Linked DNA regions of Sus scrofa: region 1 is linked to region 2. A link is a contact called in public HiChIP or PLAC-seq data. All regions are on one chromosome and are shown on one strand. The core of a region is the stretch at or near the end of the contact, and the rest is flanking DNA. Distances in the headings are between cores, read along the strand shown. Region 1 overlaps KCNJ12 (ATP-sensitive inward rectifier potassium channel 12). Region 2 holds the start of NATD1 (protein NATD1).

Region 1 (4,224 bases), core at 751-3,250, 120 kb after region 2:
AGGAGGCGTCCTTTGAGCTTGAAAGATGCGTGGCTTTAGGGGCGGCAGAGCCGGGCATTGGAGGGCGAGGGGCTCTGAGGCGTGGGCAGTCCTGAGACGTGGCTCACTGGGGACCGCGTGGTCGCGTGACCACGTGACCTCAGCAGGGCGCCAGCCCCAGCGCGCGCCTCATCCGGACTGTCCTTCTCTCTCGCTGACACTTAAGGACCTTTTATGCATCGAGTAATCAATCCTTTTTATAACAGACACGTATCGTTGGCCCTTTATTTTGCTTATAACGGGGTTTGATAAACAACCTCCCCAGTGTTTTTACGTGGGCAGATTTTCCAGCCTTTTCCAGGTGGCTCCTTGTCACTGTGTCCGAGGCCTTTTCTCTCCTGTGCACATGCTGGGCACTTAGAAAACGTCTGAGACTCGAATTAAGTTGAAGCTTGAAAAACTACAGCTGGGGTTCCCGTTGTGGCGCAGTGGAAACAAATCTGTCTAGGAACCACGAGGTCGCGGGTTCGATCCCTGGCCTCGTCCAGTGGGTGAAGGATCCGGCATTGCCATGAGCTGTGGTGTAGGTTGCAGACGCGGCTCCGATCCCGAGTGGCTGTGGCTGTGGTGTAGGCCGACAGCTGTAGCTCTGATTCGACCCCCAGCCAGGGGACCTCCATAGGCTGCGGGCGTGGCCCTAAAAAGCAAAACAAAAAGCCCCAAACCTACAGCTGGAAGAAAACTAGCCACCATGTGCCTCCGCTCTCTGGATCCCTCCCTCGGAGTTCCTTCCCACCGTGTCCGACGCTCACCCCTTCCTGCTTGGAGGGGAGGGTCGGTCCCCGACCACTCCGTGACCCCTCTTCAGTGTGAGTCGGGGGCTCAGGGATGCGACAGTGGGAGTGGCTGGGGGACCAGGAAATTTCCAGCGCCACGTGTTAACTTGATGAAACCCGGCAGAGAGAGAACATCATTGGTCTCAGCTGACAGATGAGGAAATGGGCTCAGAGAGGTTATATGACTTGCCCAGGGTCACCCAGCAAGGGACAGAGGCAAGACTTGAACCCAAGCCATCTAGCCCTGAGTTTATATTCTCAAACTATTCCCCGCCCCGCCCCCCGCCGTTGGGGTCAAGTCCAAGCTCATTGAAATGACATCCAGGGCCTCTCAGAGCCTCAGTTCCCCCCACATCAGCGCAACCTGCACTCGTGGGCACTCAGGACGCCTCCGCCCTCCCTGTCGTTAGGGTGACAGGGTGCCTGCCTCTCTCTACCCCCTCAGCCCCCAGTCCTTAGGACCGGAGTGTTGGGGCTGGAAGGACAGCCCCCTGTGCGCAGCCAGGAATAGGGAGGCGGAGAGCTGGGTGAGCCGTTGCCAGGGCCAGGCGCGAGGGCAGAGCTCACTGTGCCGTGCTCGGGCTCGGGCTCGGGCTCGGGCTGGGTGCTGTCCATGAGACCCTTACCCTCGACGGTCAGACACCCCCTGGGCTCCACGGCTCTGACTGTGGCCCTGACGACCCTGCTTGTTGTGGCTGCTGGTCCCTTTGCTGTCTGCCTGCTCGGCAGGGCGACCCTTGCAGGCAGGGGCTTTCTCCACTCCATCCACACGTCCCTGGACCCAGCTGAGGCCAGCGTGGAGCAGGCCCTCGGGAAAGGCCGACGGCGAGAGGGAGGCCCGGAGAGGGACAGGGCCCTGCCCCGGGTCCCACAGTGAGTTCCAGCAGAACTGGAGCCCCACGGAAACCCCTCCAGGTCCCACTTTCTCCTGGGACTCAAGCCCAGGAATGGGGCAGCGTCTGCAGTGGCCACTCTAGGAAAGGGTGCCCAGAGGCCTCTGGCCTCTGCTGCTCCCAGGGGCCTGGGGCCAAGGACACTCTGTCCCTCCTCCCCCCTCCCCCCGAAGGATGTTCTCAAGATAAAAATACCCTCGGAAACGCTCCCCAGTGCCTGGCCTGACCTGTCGTCCACTCAGGGGGCCAGAACTTCCTGCCCTGGCTTCACCCGGGGTCAGAGCCGGGACATCCGCCCTCCCGGGCACTTGGCACAGCCTGTCCCTGTGTCGGTCAGGGCCTCCAGCCCCAACCCCCAGGGCACAGAGTTTGAGGGCCCCGAGGGGTCGCGGTTGCTCGTGGTCAGGGTTGGCCTGATCTGCCAGCACTGACACCCCAAGCACAGAGGGACAGGGCGGCCAGGCCTCTGCCCGGTGGAGCCCAGGGCTCTCCTGCCTCGCTGCCTGTTACTCAGGCCGCACGGGAGGCCCAACTGTCCATCAGGCCGGAATCCTGAGCCGGTTGTGAGCTGCTGGGAGGACAGGCTCCTACCGAGCGTCTGCCGTGTGTGCCAGAGACCGGGGCGGGGCCTGGCTTCACCCCTTCACAGCCCCCCCCCCCGAGGTAGGAGGGGTCTGCCCATCAGCAGATGAGGAGCCTGAGGCCCAGGGACGTTCCCAGAGGGAGCTGGGGGTGACCAGGGCTTGAACGCAGGACCGGGGGCTGCAGGAAAGGCTGTCCTCGCTGAGAACGATGGTGGCAACAGAGCCACGCGGTGCAGGGCCTCTGCCCAGCGCCTCTCCCCCACCACACTGCAGTTCGGGGCCTCAGGGAGGGAAGGGCCTCGCCCTTGGCCGCTAGGATGGCGGGTGGCAGGGGCCCGGGGCTTCGCACACTTGCTGGCAGGCGGAGGACGTCTTGCTGGGAGGCTCAGGTCACCCCTGTGTCATGGGCAGACCTGCCCCCGCTCTAGACCACCCGGTCAAGGACTGTGACCACCAGCCAGGCTCGTGTTTGCGAACTTTAGAGGGTTGGGCCCGCGCTCGCGGGCTGCGGCGGCCACTGCAGGGCAGAGGGAGCCGTCGACAGGGCGTCCGTCGTCCTGGGGTTTGTCTCGGAGCTGCCCCTCACCCCGTGGCTTTGTGACCTCGGACAGGCCACTTCTCTGCTCTGAGCCTCCGTTTCCTCCTGCATAGAGAGGAGCTGGTTTTCCTTCCCTCCCGGGATTGGGCAAATCTGACCGGAATTACGGGTCCGGAGAAAAGCCCTTCCGCGAAGTTGGGAGTCAGGAAGGAGAGAGCCTGGGGCTGGTCCGGCAGCCGAGAGGAAGTGAGGAGGGCGGGCTGGCCACCTGCTCCCCCTCGGCTTCTCCGCTTCCCTGTGGCCCCGTGCCCCTCTCTGCTCAGTTCCAGGTCTAGGTGACTCAGGGCCAGTGACCTCACCTCTCTTGGCCTCAGTTCCTGTCTGTCCCTCGTGGGGGCGGGAAAAGTTGGAGTCACCAAAGCTGGGCGCCCAGCATGTGGGCCGGGCACCGTGCGTGTCCACTCCAGGGGAGGGCAAGAAGTCAGCGACCTGGTAGAGTTCCTGTCGTGGCTCAGTGGTAACAAACCCGACTAGTACCCATGAGGATGCGGGTTCGATCCCTGGCCTCGCTCAGTGGGTTAAGGATCCAGCGTTGTCATGATCCTTGGACCCCACGTTGCTATGGCTTGGACCCCACGTTGCTACGGCTGTGGATGTGGTGTAGACCAGCATCTGCCGCTTTGATTTGCCCCCTAGCCTGGGAACTTCATATGCTGCAGGTGCAGCCCTAAAAAGACAAAAAAAAAAAAAAAAAAAAAAAAAAAAAAGATATCAGCAACCTGGGAACAGGTCCTTGCCATGGAGTGTTCAGCTCTGTGAGGGGGTCTGGGGTGGACCCTCCCTTGGGTTTTTTGTTTTTTTGTCTTTTTTAGGGCCACACCTGCGGTGTATGGAGGTTCCTAGGCTAGGGATCGAATCCGAGCTGTGGCTGCCGTCCTACGCCGCAGTCACAGCAACACGGGATCTGAGCTGCGTCTTCAAACTACACCACAGCTCACGGCAGCACCAGGTCCTGAACCCACTAAGCAAGGCCAGGAATCAAACTCCGCCTCCTCATGGGTGCTAGTCGGGTTCATTAACCACCGAGCCACGGCGGGAACTGCCCCCCTCAGTTTTGAGAGGGGAAGGGCTGAGAGGCCGTCAGAAGGCCCGTGGCTGCTGCTCTGGGAGTGATGAGAGAGGGAAGCAGGGAGCTGGGAACCCGGAGTCTTGAGCTGAGAGCCTGGCCCAGGGACCAGCCGGGCCCTCCTCCGACAGAGGAAGCAGAGGGCTGGGCTCGGGGATGACCCACCCCAGGACACACAGCTTGGCTTGAACCCACTGTTGTCATCCTCCGGGAGGCTTATGACTTGGCGGTGACTCACTGACAGTTCCTTTAATCCCGGCCAGGGAAG
Region 2 (4,208 bases), core at 1,363-3,862:
GACAGCGGCGCCCTCAGACTGGCTTCTGAACGGCAGCCTGCCCTGCCACGCCAGCCCTGGCCCGAGGGCGCCAGGACACTCTACACTCTATTTCTGGTCCACTGCCCCTCGAGACGGCCAGTCCCACGAGCTGCTGGCACCGAGAACCACCTCTGGCACTGGGTAGGCACACAACAGGCCCTTGTGGAAGGAGTCCTAGTTCTTCCACCTCTAAGCTGAACAACCCGGGCCGTCCGTCACGTTCCCTGCCTCAGTCTCCTCCTCTGCAAAGTGGGCAGAGCCCGTCCCCGACCCCACCCAGCAACGCCTGGGGCCTTCCTGGAACCCGAGGCCTTAACGCACACAGCTGCTCAAACCTCTTCACGCCCCAGAACCAGAGCCAGCTTGAGGCTCATCAGCCTTGCTCTGCCCGGGGATGGCGGGGCCGAGGCTTCCACCCGGAACCCCAGGATGGCCCTGCCTCAGCTGGGCACTGAGAGCTGGCCTCCAGGGCCTGCCTGACCCAGGGCAGCCTGCTCCCCTTCTCAGCTGAGGTGGGGGCGGGGGAGGGGAGGCTCAGACGACCCGTCTCCTGCCCTCTGCCCCCCACAGACACACCCAGACCAGGTTGCACCTGGCTGCACCGCCCCACCTTGCAGGCTGGAGAGGAGCTGCTCCTGGGCTTGGCTGGGGAGCCCAGTCCACTTTATCGTTAGCCAGCTGGGCAGCAGGCTCTGGAAGGGGGCGAGTTTAGAAAGATGGCTGGGCACGTCCAGCTCTGACCACAGCCAGTTCTGGAGGCGCTTCCTCCGGCTCTACTCATGTGGAAAACAAAGAAGGAAAACCCCAAACATCCCCTTCTTCTTCTGTCTCGGGGGGTGTGCAAGGCCCCCTGAGCCCCCCGAGGGAATCACAGGCCCCTCTGGAGCCTCAGAAAAGAGGATCTGAAAGGCCACGAGGCCCCTCTGCACAAGGGTAGCTAGGGCCCTGAGTGTCATGACCCGCTGGGCCACCGTCAGCGCCAGGGGTGGAAGGACTTGCCGGCCCGTGGCCTGGCACTGGTGACGCTGGGCACGTCACTCCTTCCCTGTTGCCCCAGCCCGGGTTTACTCTGAATGTGGGCAGGGGGTGCCAACATCATACGGATGTTCTAACAGAGGTGTGCGGGGCCTGGCTCAGGGCACAGCTCAGCCCAAACAGGGGTCTGAGCAGCGGCTCTGCTCCAGGGCCCAGACCCTGTCCACAGGCAGGTGGGAAGAGCCCAGGTTCAGGAGTCAGACCAGCGGGGCCCCTGTCCCCGCTCTGCCTCAGTCCACGGCCTGGCATCAGGAAGCCTCTCCCTTCTTTTCTCAGAAATGGGTACAGCGGCCTGGAAGAGCCCTTTCAGCTTGAACACTGCCACGCACAGGGGGCCTGGCTTGGAGGGGAAAAAAGTCGTTAAAGCAGAAGGGGGTTCAGCTCTCCATTTTATCTTTCTACTTTCCATCCCCAAACCTCTTGGGCAGAGGGCCTGTGAGTTAGTAGGGGATGGAAGCGTTCTTTACAGGAAACGAAGATTTTTGCTTTCTGGTTTAAAAAACAATGACCAGCCTGTGTTTACCTGCACTTACTCTGTGCCGCCAGGCACTGTTCTGAGCCTTCCTCCTACTGTGGCATCTCATCCTTAAAATCAGCCAGTAGTTGTGCCCTGGTGTTATTCCCACTGTAGACATGGAGACGCTGGGGCGCACAGAGATGAGGCAACTTGGCCAAAGTCTCAGAGCCGCTGGGGTCTGATGGCGACATCGCCCCCCTGCCTCCCTCCAGGGCAGAAGCCCCGCTGTCCGCCTCGGGTGCGCCCAGCGGATTCTTTCAACCCCCTCGGTGCAGAAAAGCTAAGGTTCCCAGGGGCAGCCAGCAGCCACTTAACACGGGGGAAGGGGAAGGTCGCGGCCCACCCGCTCCCAGGACCCAGGCAGCAGCCCGGAAAAGAGCCGGGCGGAGCAGGTGCGGGGTTCCCGGCGCCTGCCTCCGCCTCCCCGGAGCCCTGCCCGCCCCGGTTGCCCCGCGTGGGCGCGCCTCTCCCGGTAGCCCGCCCCCGCCAAGCCCAGGAGTGCGTCCCCGGCTTCGCAGCGCGCGCCGCGGTCGCGCGCGCAGACAAAAGGCGGGGCGGCGGGCCCCGCGTTACCGTTGAGCCTGACGGTGAACTGGCGGCGACGACGGTCGTGCTCCACGCGGATGGGGCAGCCCTGCTCCGGCGCGCCCGGCGGCACGGCGGCGGGCGACTGCGCCATGGGCGCTCGGACCCGGGCCGGGGGCGCGCGGCGGGCCGGGGAGCGCAGCGGGGCCGGGGGCCGGCTCTGCAGGAGGCGCGCGCGGACCCGCACCGGGAGGCCGACCGCAGGCGGCGGCTCAGAAACTGACACTCGGCGGCGGCGGCGGCAGCAACAAAAAGGGGGGAGCAGGAAATCAGCTGTGCGGTCACGTGCGGCGCGCGGCCAGTGGGCGCGCGGCCGCTCTGTTTTGATACATTCCGTTCGGCTCTTAAAGGCGCCGCGCGGCTCCCAGCCCCGCGCCTGGGCCCTTGGGCCTCTGGCGTCCGGGCCGCTTGAGACGGGGCCCCCGCCCCGCCACCCCCCAGCCCCGCGGCCGCTTCTCAAAAAGGTGTGAAGACCTACCGGGCAGTTCCCGCCGATCCCCTCGCAGCCACCGCTTATTAAGCGCTTGCTGTGTGCCCGAGCGCAGCCAAGCCCCGGAAGCTGCAGGAAGCGCTCCTTGGAGACTCGCCGAGACCCTGGGAAGTAGGTGCGCCTGACTGCCTTTCACCGAGAGGACAGTAGCCCGGGGCAGTGAGAGACCTGCGAGGGTCACACCACGCTGCGTCGGGATTACTCCCGGAACTATCGCTCGGGGTCGGGTGAAATGTCACCTCTCCGCCAGGGACGGAGTGAGGGAAGTGCCTCGAGCTCCCCGGATCCACTCGCAGAGGGGGAAATTGAGTCCCGAGAGCGCGAGGTTCTTGCGAGAGGTGGGAGCCCAGGCTTCTTTTCTGAAAGGAGTTTTGGCCCCCTCTCCACTTGTCACACCAAAAGCTGCCCCCGGAGTCGCATGACTCCAGGTGACTTTTTACTAGTCTGTTAATGCAGGTGCAAGCATGACGTCACTGCCTGGTGACCACCGCCTACCTCCAGATAAGTAACACTGCGTTCTCCTTTCCCGTCAGTACCCCACCCCTTGAGCTAACCACTCTCCTTCTCTAATTTGCTTTTCCTGGAACCTCGTGTGAAAAGCAGCTAGAGGAGTTCCCTGGTGGCACAGGGGCTTAAGGATCGAGCGTTGTCACTGCAGCGGCTCAAGTTGCTGCTGTGGAGAGTTTCAGTCCCTGACTTGGGAACTTCTGTATGCAGTGGGCGCAGCAAATAAATCAGTAAATAAATACTCCAGCAGATGCAGTGTGTGCTTTCAGGGTCCAGTTTCTTTTGTTGAACATTTTCTCTGTGAGATTAACTCACGCTGTTGGGAGACGTTGTTGGGAGTATCTTTTCCATCACAGAATCATATTCCATTGTGTGCATATTCCACGATTTATTTACATTTTGGGCAGAACCCGGGGCATGTGGAAGTTCCTGGGCCAGGGCTCAAACCCATGCCACAGCAGTGGCAATGCTGGATCCTTAACCTGCTTTGCAGCTTGGAAACGTCCTCCATCGTTTGTTTATCTGGCCACTGTTGATGGGCATTTGGGTGGTTTTTGGATTCTGACTGTTAGGAGTAAAACTTTGGTGGACATTCGTGAACATGCGTCTGCGAGGCTGCCTTGTACCAGTGAGTTTTATGAGGCATTGCCAGACCTTTCTCCGAAGAGCTTGGTCCGTTTTCCACTCCTGCCAACAGTTTTGAGAGTTATTCTTGGGGTCATCAGTCTTTTTGATTTTAGCTCCCCTGACGGTTATGAGGTGGTCGCGCTCTGGCTTTAACTTGCCTTTGCCTGAAGGCTGATGGCGTTAAACCTTGTGTGTCCCCTCCTTGACTGTTTCGTTATCTAGTTTTGCGAAGTGCCTGTGTAAGTATTTTGCCTGTTCATTTTTTTTATTGCCGTTCTTCTTATTGTTTGGTTTTGAGTCCTTCGTTTGGACATATTTCTGGAGAATATACTAGCCTAGCAGATTTTTTTTAAAAAAACAAGTGTGTTTGGGAGTTCCCGTTGTGGCGCAGTGGTTAATGAATCCGACTGGGAACCGGGATGTTGC

The links. HiChIP or PLAC-seq counts read pairs in DNA pulled down with a chosen protein or histone mark.
Region 1: an H3K27ac HiChIP or PLAC-seq map of skeletal muscle shows a contact between it and region 2. The contact joins the enhancer-like site here to the promoter of NATD1 in region 2. A contact is called at or near these places in 1 of 5 promoter capture datasets (liver), 4 of 47 Hi-C or Micro-C datasets (embryonic fibroblasts, mesenteric adipose tissue, retroperitoneal adipose tissue and 1 more) and 1 of 2 datasets of contacts at active chromatin or transcription factors (skeletal muscle).

Annotation. Positions count from the first base shown.
Region 1 is chr12:61,492,946-61,497,169 of Sscrofa11.1, forward strand. The region is part of intron 1 of KCNJ12 (ATP-sensitive inward rectifier potassium channel 12); the gene reads left to right. Among named protein-coding and RNA genes, the nearest start is that of KCNJ12, 57 kb to the left of the region's middle. Within about 2 kb of position 2,001, at least 9 of the 83 cell types and tissues checked have an H3K27ac peak or open chromatin away from gene starts, as enhancers often do. A contact at or near this core is called in retroperitoneal adipose tissue and skeletal muscle, where this site is marked.
Region 2 is chr12:61,374,423-61,378,630 of Sscrofa11.1, forward strand. NATD1 (protein NATD1) reads right to left here and starts at 2,613. Exons shown (of 3, transcript XM_021068053.1): 1 at 2,147-2,613. The coding sequence starts at 2,252.